3 separate regions of the Mus musculus genome follow, and regions 1 and 3 are each linked to region 2. Evidence: chromatin contacts called from public promoter capture Hi-C data. All regions are on one chromosome and are shown on one strand. Each heading gives the region's core, a stretch centred on a gene start, on an enhancer-like site or on the middle of the called end of the contact. The rest is flanking DNA. Distances are from core to core; before and after follow the strand shown.

Region 1 (4,353 bases), core at 1,750-4,249, 550 kb after region 2:
GAACCAACATTTATAATTTATTACCTAAGTTGCATACTTATATGATATGCTTGACTGCTTATGACATATTAACTATAAACAAAAATGATGTAATTTAGAGAGTTTTTTTGGATTTAGTAACTTGTTTGGAAAGGTTTGAGTAAAGAGAGACCTGGAATTATTACCTTCAAATCACTTGGTTCATTTCTCAGAAGTGTTTATTTCTCAACTACACATACTTCCTATATTTAAAACAGCACCCAGACAAGACCACAGAATTAGCTGGAAACACCTGCGTTCACTAGGCCTATAGAGTAAGCAAAAAAAAAAAAAAAAGGAAAGACAAAGATCATATTTTAAAAATGCACATGAAAGTCTAGTCTCTGACATTGTAGTATTGATGATGGAAAGAATTAGGTGTGAGTAAGGCACAATTCACAGGCATGGTGTCTTCCCATTCCCAGGTCACCATGTATCTGCTTATTCCATGGTGAAACCAACTCAAAAGTACTTTAAATCAGAGGTGGGCAAGAATGATGAATGACAGATATGGATGTCCTGCCCAGCCAGTTCATTCATTCTCAGATTTCTGGTTAGCCTTCTGCAGCTTCAGAAATCTTACCAAAGCTTTTTCTATCTGCATTTTATCGGAGTATATTTCAACCCCTCAAGTTTCTTCATTATTGCGTACTCTGTGCTGATCTTCCATATCTACCACCAACTTTATCAAGGCTGAGAGAACTTTTGAGTAGCCTACAAAATGGATGCTATAGTACTGAGAGTTGTAACTTTTAAAAAAAAAGGGACATGGCAAACAGGTTTCACTTAAGGACCAGATATAATAAGTGAATTTTATGTTTAGTTAAAAAAAATTTTTTTAAGATTTATTTATTTATTATATGTAAGTACACTGTAGCTGCCTTCAGACACTCCAGAAGAGGCTGTCAGATCTTGTTACGGATGGTTGTGAGCCATCATGTGGTTGCTGGGATTTGAACTCAGGACCTTCGGAAGAGCAGTTAGTGCTCTTAACCACTGAGCCATCTCTCCAGCCCCTTTAGTTAAAATTTTAAGTGAGACATATTTTTGTTTCAAGTTTAGTAAGTTAATTTGGATGAAATTTATTTAGTGATATGGTAGCATTATTTTATTCTTATAGTATATGGCATGATAATTTTCACAGTGACATTTTCACACACTCAGACTCATACTCACTGTTATACTTAGTTATTTGCCCTTCACCAACCTCTTCCAGTTTAGATCCTTTCCTCTTCTTTTATAATTCTCTTTCTACATTTATGTCATGTGTGTGTGGGGTCAGAGGTGCATGTTGTGCCCATGTAAATTTAATCTAGATTCTACAGATGAAAAATGCAGTGTTTGTTATTCTGAGTCTGGTTTATTTTACTTAACATAATCTCTGGTTCCATCCATTTTCATGCAAAAGTCATCATTACATTCTTCTTTACAGCTTAATAAAATCCCATTGTTCATGTAAGTATTCATTTTTATAGCATCTTTTTATTCATTCAGCTTTTTAGTCTGGTTCCATATTTGGCTCCATTTTGAATTGATTTTTGGTCAGATTAAGGATCTAGTTTCGCTCTTATATGTGGACACCTAGTTTTCAAAGGACCATTTGTTAAATTCCTTCATTTCCAATGAGTATTTATGATGATTTGTCTAAGATGGGTGCTTATTAATGTGTGGGTTTATTTCTGGGTCCTCCATTCTGTTCTATTGCTTTATGTCTGTTTTGTGCCAGTACCATGCTGGCTTTGTTATTATAGCATATTATCTTTCATATAGCTATAAATGAGGCGTTTTACTCAGTTACAAGAAGATTTAGTATCACATAAGCTCAAAGCTGATGTTATTGAGAGGAGTTAGCTTTCCAAGTTCAGATGCTTTAAAATTTTAATTTGAGCTGGGCATGGTGTTGTGCAGCTTTAATCCCAGCACTCTATAGTGGAAGGCAGAGGCAGGCTGATTTCTATGAGTTCCCGGCTAGCCTGGCCAATATAGTGAGTTCTAGGACAGCCAAGGGTTAAATAGAGAGACCCTGTCTTAAAATAAAATTGAATTTGAGATTAGAGATCTTAACACAAGCTATTAATGGAATTGAGAAGTATGTGGAACACTAAGATCTGGGGTTTGCTTGCTGCCCTAGTTTCTGGGCATGTTAGGTCTTCTCTGCATCATGTCTCAAAGAATTTCCTTCCTAATAGCCTTTCTGACCGAGAACTATCTTGTGTCTTCTAGCACATTAATTTTCTTACTATCTAGTACCTTCTTTGTTTCAACTTCTATTGAGACACCAATACATAAGTTCCTCTTGCCCTTTCCACTTTTAGTAACACAAGTTTTGAAATTTCATGTAAAACAAGTAGAAGAGTAGTTGTGTTTACATCGAGACATCTAAGGCTTTAGATAAGGTGAACTCTTGACCATAGGAAGAAGTCATGCCAGGTGTATCAGTTCAACCTTGCAATATAAGCACATGGATGTTCAGGGTGACTAAGACAAGAATCACTTTGGTTTCAAGGCCAGCATGTGTTACCATATGAGACCTTGTTTCAAAATTCTGAATTCAAATAACTATGTATGTATGCATTGTTTTGCTACAGGAGCCCTCCTCCAAAGTACACTGATCATTTCACTCTGCTTGTGAACTGGTGAGATCTTCTTTACCCATCTGCAGAACTGTGGCTAGCAATACCCTGTGCATAAATTGCAGTAGAGGGGTTCTTCAGATACACATTTTTCTTTTTACCTTTCATCATCTTACTAATGAAACTCAGTGTCTCAGAAGTAACTTCTTACATTTCTTAGTTAATTTATCACTTCAAAGTAAAGATGAGGGTATAAGTAAGGAACAAGAGAGGGCGACAGAAATAGATCAGCAGGTAAGAGCTTTGTTCTTACAGAGAACCAGGGTTCAATTCCCAACACCCACATGGTACCTCACAACCATCTGTAACTCACAGAGGATCTGACACCTCCTTCTGATCTCACAGGCACCAGGCATATGAGTGGTGCATAGACATACATGTGAGCAAAACATTCATACATATAAAATAACATAAATAAATCTTAAGAAAAAGAGAACAAGATTACAATAGTTTCTACTCTGAACCAGTGAAAACTAATATTAGCTTTCCCCTTAGAGACCTTATTTATCTTTCTAGCACTAAAATAGAGAGTGTTTGCTTTGTCTTGAGTGACCAAGCAGGACCAATACAGTTGTGGTTCATGGGGAGTTTCCAGAGGACACTTTTGGTGCTCTTCCTCCTCCTAGCCTTTGGTAAAATATGCAAATGTACCAGGAAACTGGGGAGGTTTTTTTTGTTGTTGTTCTTACCCCGAATAGAACTCTTCTAAACTGTACCTGTTGAGAGTGTAAATTCAGAAGTTTGTTTTTTAAGTGAAGGAAGCATATGGGGTTTTTGTGTGTGTGTGTGTGTGTGTGATTTTTGTCAGCTAGGATTTTTTTTCCATCAGCTGCACGGAAAAGGGAATTTTATCTGCTATACTGGGTTTGCCTCATTTCCTCTTAAGCCATGATTAATTGCAGCTAGATATTTAGAATTTATAAGACTGAAAATAGACTTCAAGTCAGTGGAAAAGTGAAAGATTATGAAAGATAGAATGTTTAGACTCTTAAAAAGTGCTTTTTAACCAAAGAGTACACACCAGGGACCCATGGCTCCAGCTGGATATGTAGAAGAGGACTGCCTTATCGGGCATCACTGGGAGGGGAGCCCCTTTGTCCAGTGGAGGCTCAATGACCCAGGGTAGGGGAATGCTAGGGCAATGAGGCAGGAGTGGGTGGGCAGATGGAGGAGCTCCCTCATAAAGGCAGGGGGATGGGGGAGAGGATAGGGGTTTGTGGTGGAGAAACTGGGAAGGAGGATAACATTTGAAATGTCAATACATAAAATAACCAATAAAAAATGTAAAAAATAAAAGGGCTTTTTACAGCATACCAGCCTATATTTGATAGTATATTTGTGAAAAATAGACAAAAATATGAGTGAATATTTATCCAAGCTTAGTGAGTGTTAGAGTGTGATTTTAAAGCAAAGACAAGTGATACATGGAAAAATAGTAATAGATTTAACAATTCCAAATTTTAACACCCTCCCTCAAGTACACACACGCACACGCACACCTATATGAATTTATGTGCACCATGTACATGTAGGTGCCCACGAAGGCTAGAGGGAATCAGATCCTCTGGGAATTAGAGTCACAGACTTGTGAATTGCCTGCCTGATGGAGGTGCTGGGAACCTAACTCTGGTCCTCTGCAAGAGCAGCAAGCACTCAACCTTTGAGCCATCTCTTAGCCACAACAAACTCAGTTTTTAAAAAT
Region 2 (4,295 bases), core at 1,532-4,031:
GTATAGCCCTGGCTGTCCTGGAACTCACTTTGTAGACCAGGCTGGCCTCGAACTCAGAAATCCACCTGCCTCTGCCTCCCAAGTGCTGGGATTAAAGGTATGCACCACCACCGCCCGGCCTGTCTCAAAATTTTAAAAAGAAAAAAGGAAAGGAGGAGGAGGAGGCTGGAGATATAGCTTGGTGTAGAGGGCTTGCCCAGCATTGGTGGAACCCTAGGTCCCATTTCCAGTACTGAAGCAAAAACAAAAACAAAAAAAAGCCAATTTCCACTGAGCAGGTGGCTGGCCTGAAGCCACAGCTACTTTAGAGTCTCAGTCTAGCAATGAGTCTCAACCTTCAAATGCTGTGAGCCTTCGGTACAGGTCCTCACATTGTGGTGACCCCAACCATAAAACTATTTAGTTACTACTTCACAACTGTATTTTTGCTACTGCTATGAATGGTAATGTAAATGTCTGATATGCAACCCCCAAAAGGGTCGTGACCCACAGGTTGAGAACCACTGGTCTAAAGGATGCTTCAGGACCAGGAGAGCCCAGGAATTCAAGGCCAGCCTGGGCTACACAGCAAGTATCCCAATAATAATGATGATAATAATAATAATAAAACATTTCTCTGGGCCATCAAGATGGCTCATCAGGCAAAGGTGCCTGCCACCAAATCTGATGACCTGAATTATATCCCTAGGACCCACCAAGAGGAAGGAGAGACAAAAAGTTGTCTCTGACCTCCACAAGTGTAGGGTTATACCTGTGCACATCCATGCACATATAGAGATAAATGTCATTTTAATTTTTAGAAGTTTGCTTTCAGGGGGCTGGAGAAATAGAAGTTCAGAGCACTGACTGCTCCTCCAGAGGTCCTAAGTTCAATTCCCAGCAATGACATAGTGGCTCACAGCCATCTGTAATGGGATATAATTCTCTTTTGATGTGCATGAAGACAGATCACTCATATACATTAAGAAAAGAAAAAAAATAAGCTAGGCATGGTAGTGCATGCCTTTAATCCCAGCACTCAGGAGGCGGAGGCAGGTGGATCTATGAGTTCAAAGCCAGCCTGTTCTACAGAGTCAGTTCCTATATAGCCAGCTAGGGCTACATAGAGAAATGCTGTCTCAAAAAAACCAAACAAACCAACAATAACAAAAGTTTGTTATTCAAAATGTAAGAGTGGCCACACCCACAGTTGCCAGAGACATTTCTGATCCTATTCAGCAACTTTGTGCTTCCAAATTGTATATGAAGCTCTATTCCTTCTCAGTGAACAACTAGAAAGGAAACACTTACATGAACCCCAACAGACTGAACATCCTTGTCCCAGCCCTGTAGCCGTATCCCCCCCCCCACCCCAAGGCTAGTCCTATGTAAAGAACCCAAGTCCTTTACAGACTGAAGAAAATAATACTCTCTGGAAACAAAAATAAGTGGAAATTATGCCTGAGTAGGAAAAAAAAAAAAAAACAGAGTGGGGTGGACCATATTTGGGAGGCTGACACAGCAGGACTGGGAAATCACAGACTAGCCTTGGCTACATAGTAAAGCCAGACTGGGCTATATATTAGATTCCTCACTACCACTTCACAAACAACTCTTCAAACAAACTACACATCACAACACACACACACACACACACACACACACACACACACACACACACAGAGTGCAGAGAGAAGCCAGGCTCCATCCCGGTTTCGGATGTTAGCGTTCTCTAGCTCTGTAAAGCACCACAGTGCTATAACGCAGCATGGAGCCCTCCCAATACAACTCTAGCTACCAGTCTACTGGAGGAGACTGGAGGTGAAAGTAGCCAATGCAAAGAGTGTGGCTTACCCAGGAGGAAGTCGCTCTTTGCCCAAGGGGTTCAGAAAGGCTTCCCCAAGGAAGCTGAGGGGTCGTGAAGGGGAAGTAACATTTCCCCAGTGTGGATCAAAGAACCTCACATAAGCACTGCTGGAAAGTCCAGGTCTTTAGTAGGCTTAGAAGATGAATGAGGGGTTGGGGAGAAGATGTGGGTTGGCAAGGGATAGCGCTGCAGAGGGTACCAGGCTAGAACAAGGACTGGGAGGCAGTGGACCGTGTGTATAGTGACTGCCTGGGGGAAATACGGTCAAAACAGGGGGTTAGGTCATATGATTAGCGGGTTACATGGTCCTGTCCCCTGGATCCGACCCTCCACAGTCGCTACTTTGACTAGCTCAGTCCATTCCCCACCTCTGCAGGAGCAGAGAATCCCAGAGACCAGGGCATTACCTATTTGGGAAGCCCCCCCCTTACTTCTTCCTACCCCAGAAACTCGTCCTTACCGGGGTTGCCGGGCTCATGGTTCCTGATGGTCAGAGCTGCATCCCCAAGAAGGTTCCAGAAGTGGGGCTTGACTCTGCCTTAGAGATAAAGGGATCAGGAAAGAGCTACCAAGCAGGCGCTGAAGGGAGAGGTAGGGAGGGACCGCACCAGTCCTAAAGAAAGTCACCCTCTTTTCCAGCCCCCTCCCGGGCTTTCCTGGCTGAGATCTCCTCTGTCCTTCTGTTTTTGGCCAAGTCACCTGGTGATTCCGAGGTGGTGTTGATCCAGGTCTCCAAGATAGGGTAGGGAGGAGGGTGGAATAAAGGAGACTGGAGATGGGGCAAGGCAGGTTCTCTGGCCCAGTTTAGGGCAGGGCTAAGTTTTCATTCTGAGGCCTAGCAGGCTGTGTCCATCTCCATCTCCCCAGTCGTGGCTGTGCGGCCTGGCTCCTTAAGTCTCCCTTCTTGGCTCCCCGGTCTCTTTAATCTTGACCCAGAGCCACCCCAGTGCTTCAGCCCTTTCGTGCTGTGCGTGCTCTGGGGGATTTAGCACAACAGATCCTATTAGCCAGTAGCTCATCCCCTCTTAGCAGCCCCAGCAACCGCATCTTTCAAACTACGCTGTTTTTCATCTCTGTGCCTTTAACTCATTCTCTGGTCTCTGGAAAGTCTCAACCCTACCCAATTTTGACTAATTTTTCTCCTTTCTATAACCGGGATGGGAGGAAGGAGAGAAAGAGACAGATGCCGGGCAGTGGTGGCGCACGCCTTTAACCCCAGCACTTGGGAGGCAGAGGCAGGCGGATTTGAGTTTGAGGCCAGCCTGGTCTACAGAGTGAGTTCCAGGACAGCCAGGGCTACACAGAGAAACCCTGTCTCAAAAAACAAAACAAGAGCCGGGCGTGGTGGCACATGCCTTTAATCCCAGCACTCGGGAGGCAGAGGCAGGCGGATTTCTGAGTTCGAGGCCAGCCTGGTCTACAAAGTGAGTTCCAGGACAGCCAGGGCTATAAAGAGAAACCCTGTCTCGAAAAACAAAAAACAAACAAACAAACAAACAAAACAAAAACAAAAAAAGAAATAGACAGATGGAAGAAAAAGAGAAGGAAGTTGAAGGGAGGAGGGAAGAGTGGAAAGGAACGGGAAGGAAGGAAGGGAGACAGGGAGCTATCTCTCCCGAGAATATTGGCAGGTTAAGCCGCTAAAATACTTCTATAGTCGCTATTATGTTGATAATGATCAGTTAAATTCTCATCTAGATACTCCTGAAGTTCATTTTCCTGCACATACGCAGAGGTTTGGGGGCAGGGTGATCTGACTCCCTCATTAGCAGCTCTGAAGATTCTCCTTTGCTGCTCTGGTTACCTTGAGGAAAAAAAAAAAAAGGCTTTTAAGTCAAACAGCCACGGGGATGCGCAGGATAACAGCTGATGACGCCAACTCCGGAAAGCAGCTTCAGCCTGGGCTGTTTCCAGCGGTTTGGATTACTAGGCTTGGTGAACTCTAGGTGAACCGGCTGCGACCAGCTGTCTCCATCTACTAGAGAGGGACACGCGTCCTCTAGTGGCCTAGAGAGGGACTGCTGTAACTGTTCTCCAGAAGCAAAGCATCGATTGTTCCAAAAGCAAACCTCCCTCCGTGCCTGTGACTGGCATTAAAGCGGTCAGGAGGAGATGGGTCCAACACGAGGCCGCTGACTGTATAAGTGGGTTGCTCAGCCTCATTTAGTCACCAAAGACACCTTCCTTCTCTGGTGTTGCTCATTAGGCCTAATAGAAAGCTTCTCCGGGCAATTTCTTACCTACTGTGGTACATGTCAGCTGGTAACTGATAGAAGAAGCGGCAGGGACAGAAGAGTGGCACTGACAGACTGGCCATGAAGGTGGCAAGGTGACAAGGTGCTTAACAGTTAAAGAAAAGCTGTCAGGACAGAAAGAAGGGTGACAGAGGCAGAGAGATGGCAAGAGAGCTAGGAGAACTGAGACTAGCCCCGGTCGCGGAAGGAGCCAA
Region 3 (4,490 bases), core at 477-2,976, 790 kb after region 2:
GAAGAAGAAGAAAGAAGAAGAGGAAGAAGAAGAGGAAGAAGAAGCAGCAGCAATTGGCTTAGATCCCATCTCCAGACATGACTCCCAGGAAGGATACAAAAAGGCCCCCCCTAGATCACTGATGTGGAATCCAGAAAAGGGGTCTTGGAGCAGATGGCCTCTGAGTTGCTCTTGAATGGTTAGCAGGTGACAGGGTGGCACCATGACAGACCAGGAGGCAAGAATGAGGCAGCTGCTGTCTAAAAGAAAAGGGCTGTATAAAAACAAGGGATGGGGGTTGTCAGAGCTGGTCAATAATCAGGGTTGAACTGTGGAAGGTCTGTAATGCCAAGTGAGAGATTTAGGTTTTATGGTGCTCGTGGTAGAGACCCCCACTAAGGATGTTTGAGCACTGGAAGCTGTAAGCTCAGCTAGGAGGGGGAAAAATCCTTGTGTGGAAGATCACCCCTTGAGCTACTGGGACAGCTAGGACACTTCCAAGCCTGTGCCAGGTGCTGGGACCGTGTCCAGCACTGGGCTCAGTGACTCAACACTGGGGAAATTGCTCCCCAGGGGGAAAGGGCCCAAATGAATCACATCTATGAGGCAAGGAGCAGGGGGCTCACTGAGTCACCTTCCAAGGGCTGGGGGGAGAGGGAAGTACAGGAAGAGGGGCAGTAGCGCAGAAAGGAGAACCAGGGAAAGTCACAGTGAGGGCTGTCAGGAGTCTGTCTGTCTCACCATCATTCCAAGTTTTTGTCTTCTGGCAGCCCTGTGGGACAACTGACACCCAATGGGAAGGGGATCAAGCTAAAGTTACACTGGCAAAATCCAGGAAGACCCAAATTCACCATTTGATATAGACTCGTCCTGTGCCTTAGCCCATCTTATAGCAAGCAGAGGCTAGAAAACAGGTTGGTCCAGGCAAGGGGTTTGACCCAAGTTACACAAATGTCCCCTCATCCCTCCAGCCATCCCCTACTGGGGTCAGGGTGCACCTTTGCGATAGAACACCAGGGGGCGCAGGAGCGTCACGGCTGCTGCAAGTGCCTGAGCACAGAGGCGGCTCTGCAGAGAAATGCGCTCCCAGCTCTCGGGGTCCCACCGCGGAACTGCGGACTAGATGGCCCTGGGGCTTGCACCCTTTTCAGCCTCCTGGGACGCCGATGAAGGCCTATCTGGTAGCCTTAGGAACCCAGTGCTCTCACCCCACATTTGGGAACGGTGCGCCTGTGTGTGTCAGGGCGCACGTGTCTCCTTCACAGATCTGCTACCGCTTCAGGGCTCGTCCCATTTTGGAGCGACCTCTAAATTTCTCCCTCACTTTCCTCTACCCTCTGTACTGGAAGGAGTGAAAGGACCTCGGGGCTCCCGGACTGTGGCCGCGGCCCCTCTCCCCGCACTGCGCTGGACTCGGCCTCGGGGTTCTGGCCGGGCTACTGAAGTCCAAGTGATGGGGAGAGAATGTGGTGCGACAGTGCGCGGGACTCTGGGAGGGGCCCTACCACATAGGAGGAGTGACAATGGGATAAGCGGAAGGCAGCGAAGGCTGAGAGGCGACCGAGGAGTGGGAGCCCTCGTAGCCGACCCGCTGCAGGAGACTTGAGAGGGTGAAGGCCTGGCAGGGAGCAAGCCGGCCGGGATCGGGTGGGGTCCGATCTTTGGAAGGCGTTGAAGTGCTGTCCCCGGTAGCAGAAACGTAGGCGGGGCCTGGAGGCCTGGGGCGGGACGGGGGCGGGGGCGGGGCGGGACCAGGGCGGACCCTCGCGCGGACCGGCGAAGCTGTTGCGGACGCGCTGACCGAGTGCAGCGGGCCGGGCTGGAGGGGCGGGCGGGCGGCTGCGAGCATGGTCCTGGTGTTGCACCACATCCTCATCGCTGTTGTCCAATTCCTCAGGCGGGGCCAGCAGGTCTTCCTCAAGCCGGACGAGCCGCCGCCGCAGCCATGCGCCGACAGCCTGCAGGTAGGAGGCCCCCCCCCCCCCCATTCTGGGTAACAGGGAGAAGCGGGTGTCCAGGGAGAGCCCGGTGAGGGCCCGGTCTTCTGAAGAGCTTGCAGTCGTCTGCCCCACGGTCTACTCTCTCCTGAACCTTCCTTTAAGAGGGGACCCTTCCCTTAGTTTGGAACCCGTCTTGTACTGAATGGGACTGCAGCCATACCCAGAGGGGGTCCTTGATTCTTCGGCTCATAGTTCAAATGCCCCTCCAGATTCTGACTCTGCTTCGCATCTAGAACTCCTCCATCCCAAGCCCCGAAGTCCTAATCCTCGTTGCCCCCCTCAGCCACATTAACAGCTCTGTATAAACCCGGAGTTCCCTCCTCCCAGGTTAGTCCCACTCCCCTCTCAAACCTCTGGCTCTCTACTGTACATATCAGATTCCAGGCACACCCATATCCCCTAAGCCCCTGGCTGCAGAGAACTTTACCTCATAAGTAGGACCTCACCCCCAAACCTCTATCTTCTATTTTATAAAGTCTTACTCCCCATCCTTACTAATCATCTAGATTCTAGTCACCATCTTCCACCCAACCCAAGGGTCCAACCCCCTTTTAAAACCCAGATTCTCTCTTCTCCTCTGCCAGACTGCCCCCTCCCAGTCCTCATCTTTTACACAGACCTCCAGTCTCCTCCTGTTGCCTCCCAGCCTCTAGATGTGATAGTCCCATATCATTCTTCCAGTTCCCAAATTTCTGAGTGCATCATCCTTTGGCCCCTCTGCTGTTCTCTTGTTTAGTGTGTTGCTCCAGGCTGCCTACCTCTCCTGGTCTGTTCAGCCCTTCAGTTTCTGTAGGTCTCTATCTTTGTGCTAGGGTCTTTCTGTGACCATGCCTTCCCTACATGTCTGCCTCTACTTTGGGTCGTGGGGGAACCGGCTCAGAAGACAGGGCTGGAGCCTCTAGGACCTCCACCTGTGCCTGTGTTCTCAGGTATGGCATAGGATGGACTCAAGTCCAAGGGCTTAAACATGGAGAACGTTGCCCTCAGGGTGCCCAAAATATATGGTGGGTAGGGATCGTGAGGTGGGACACTGGTATTTATAACTTATACATGATATCTCCTTATCCCAGCTGTCCTGGTAGTGACTGGGGCAGTTGGGTTTGGGGATAGAGAGAGGGGGTAAATGTCCTTCACCTGTAGTGAGGGATGGGTGAGTCTGGGGTATATGTGCTTATGTGAGGGTTCCTGTGTACATAGCATGTGTTGAGTGTGCCTTGTGTGTAATCATATATGTTGTGCTATGTATAATCACATCATTTGAGTGAGATTTAGCATGGGGAGATGACAGTATGGAGATTGTGAGTCTGTGGTGTTACATGCTCTGTGTGACTACAGTGGCAGGATCGTGGGTGGGAGTTGTAGCACAGCGAGTGACTGTGGTGTGTGCATGTAGTTGTGTCTGTCATGGCATTGTGATGCTATAGGGACAGCTTGCATGTTGAAGACTGAATAAGTGGCTATACATGCTATTTCTCTGCAGTATGTGGTCAGAATGAGTCCTAGTATGGGCCTGTTGGTTTCGAATGGATGTCCTGTGAGAGAGGAGTGGAGGTTTATGTCTGGCTGTGCTTCTAGCCTCCTGGGTAGCTTAGGGTCACTATGGTACATCCTGGGTTTGCTTGGAGAAAATATTTGGACGCCTGTGTGTTAGTGTTTGTGTGCTATGTGCCTGTGGTGACTGTTCGTGCAACTATGGATGAGACCGGGTGCAGCCAAAACCCAGGGTCCGGTTCGCTCAGCAGCTGGTTGACCAGGTTGGAGGGTGGGCAGGAGAAAGCAGTTTCCAGACTGAAGGACTTTGTGTGTCTACAAATGGGTGATATTTTGGTCTGACATTAAGCATGCAAATTATGCAGAATATGTCTGCACATGTGCTTCTGTGTCTGAGTGGTGTGTGCGCATGCATGTGTGTGTTTAGTTGGGTGCGTGCATCTGTGGCTAGGAAGGTGAGTGTGAGGTGTGTGAGGTGCACGGTGGGAGATGGAGTCTGAGTGTGGTGTGAAGTGTGGGTGTGGGTGTGAGCCTTGTGACTTTTTCAGTGTGAGGTGTGGGTTCTGTGATCTTTTCTCCCTGGGAGCTGTTGGCATGTGATGAGGAGAGTGTGGGGCATGGACAGTGAGTTAGGATGAGTTAGGGATGCCTTGGGGCAGGGCTGAGGTCTGGGCAGTGGAGTGTGTGCATAAGGTGTGTGGCCTGAGAAAAGAGGTATATTATGTTTGGCCATGTGTGAATTCAGCAGGTGCCCCATAAATGTTTGTGGAGTGACGTATATGTGCAAGGCAGGCTTGGCTGCCTTCCTGTCCTTGCTTTCCTTCTAATCAAGTCCCTAGAGATGCCCTCGCCTGCCCTCCCAACCCAGGCTGCCCCTAGCCTTTGCCCTTCATCCTTCTCACTTTGACCAAAGCCTTTGTCTTGAGTTTCCTGCTGAGCAGGCGCTGGACAGGCGGGCGGCGGGTGATGTTGTGGTCAGGGAACCTTTGTTCTTTTCCTCTTAGCTTGTCCCGTGTTTGG

The links. Promoter capture Hi-C pulls out the DNA fragments that hold promoters and counts their contacts. Capture Hi-C pulls out chosen DNA fragments and counts their contacts.
Region 1: a contact with region 2 is called in a promoter capture Hi-C map of neutrophils, with 6 times the contacts expected there. The contact joins the enhancer-like site here to the promoter of Plekhb1 in region 2. A contact is called at or near these places in 2 of 39 promoter capture datasets (liver and neutrophils), 2 of 115 datasets of contacts at active chromatin or transcription factors (large pre-B cells and microglia) and 3 of 9 other capture datasets (adipose tissue, liver and macrophages).
Region 3: a contact with region 2 is called in a promoter capture Hi-C map of liver, with 2.4 times the contacts expected there. The contact joins the promoter of Pde2a here to the promoter of Plekhb1 in region 2. A contact is called at or near these places in 2 of 39 promoter capture datasets (liver and pre-B cells) and 2 of 9 other capture datasets (adipose tissue and liver).

Annotation. Positions count from the first base shown.
Region 1 is chr7:101,210,727-101,215,079 of GRCm38.p6, forward strand. All of the region lies in intron 8 of Fchsd2 (FCH and double SH3 domains 2), which reads left to right. Among named protein-coding and RNA genes, the nearest start is that of Gm50587, 46 kb to the right of the region's middle. Within about 2 kb of position 3,000, at least 48 of the 459 cell types and tissues checked have an H3K27ac peak or open chromatin away from gene starts, as enhancers often do.
Region 2 is chr7:100,659,613-100,663,907 of GRCm38.p6, forward strand. It overlaps Plekhb1 (pleckstrin homology domain containing, family B (evectins) member 1), which reads right to left and starts at 2,782. Exons shown (of 9, transcript NM_013746.3): 1 at 2,546-2,782; 2 at 2,307-2,380. The coding sequence starts at 2,324.
Region 3 is chr7:101,449,526-101,454,015 of GRCm38.p6, forward strand. Pde2a (phosphodiesterase 2A, cGMP-stimulated) reads left to right here and starts at 1,727. Exons shown (of 30, transcript NM_001143849.2): 1 at 1,727-1,943. The coding sequence starts at 1,827.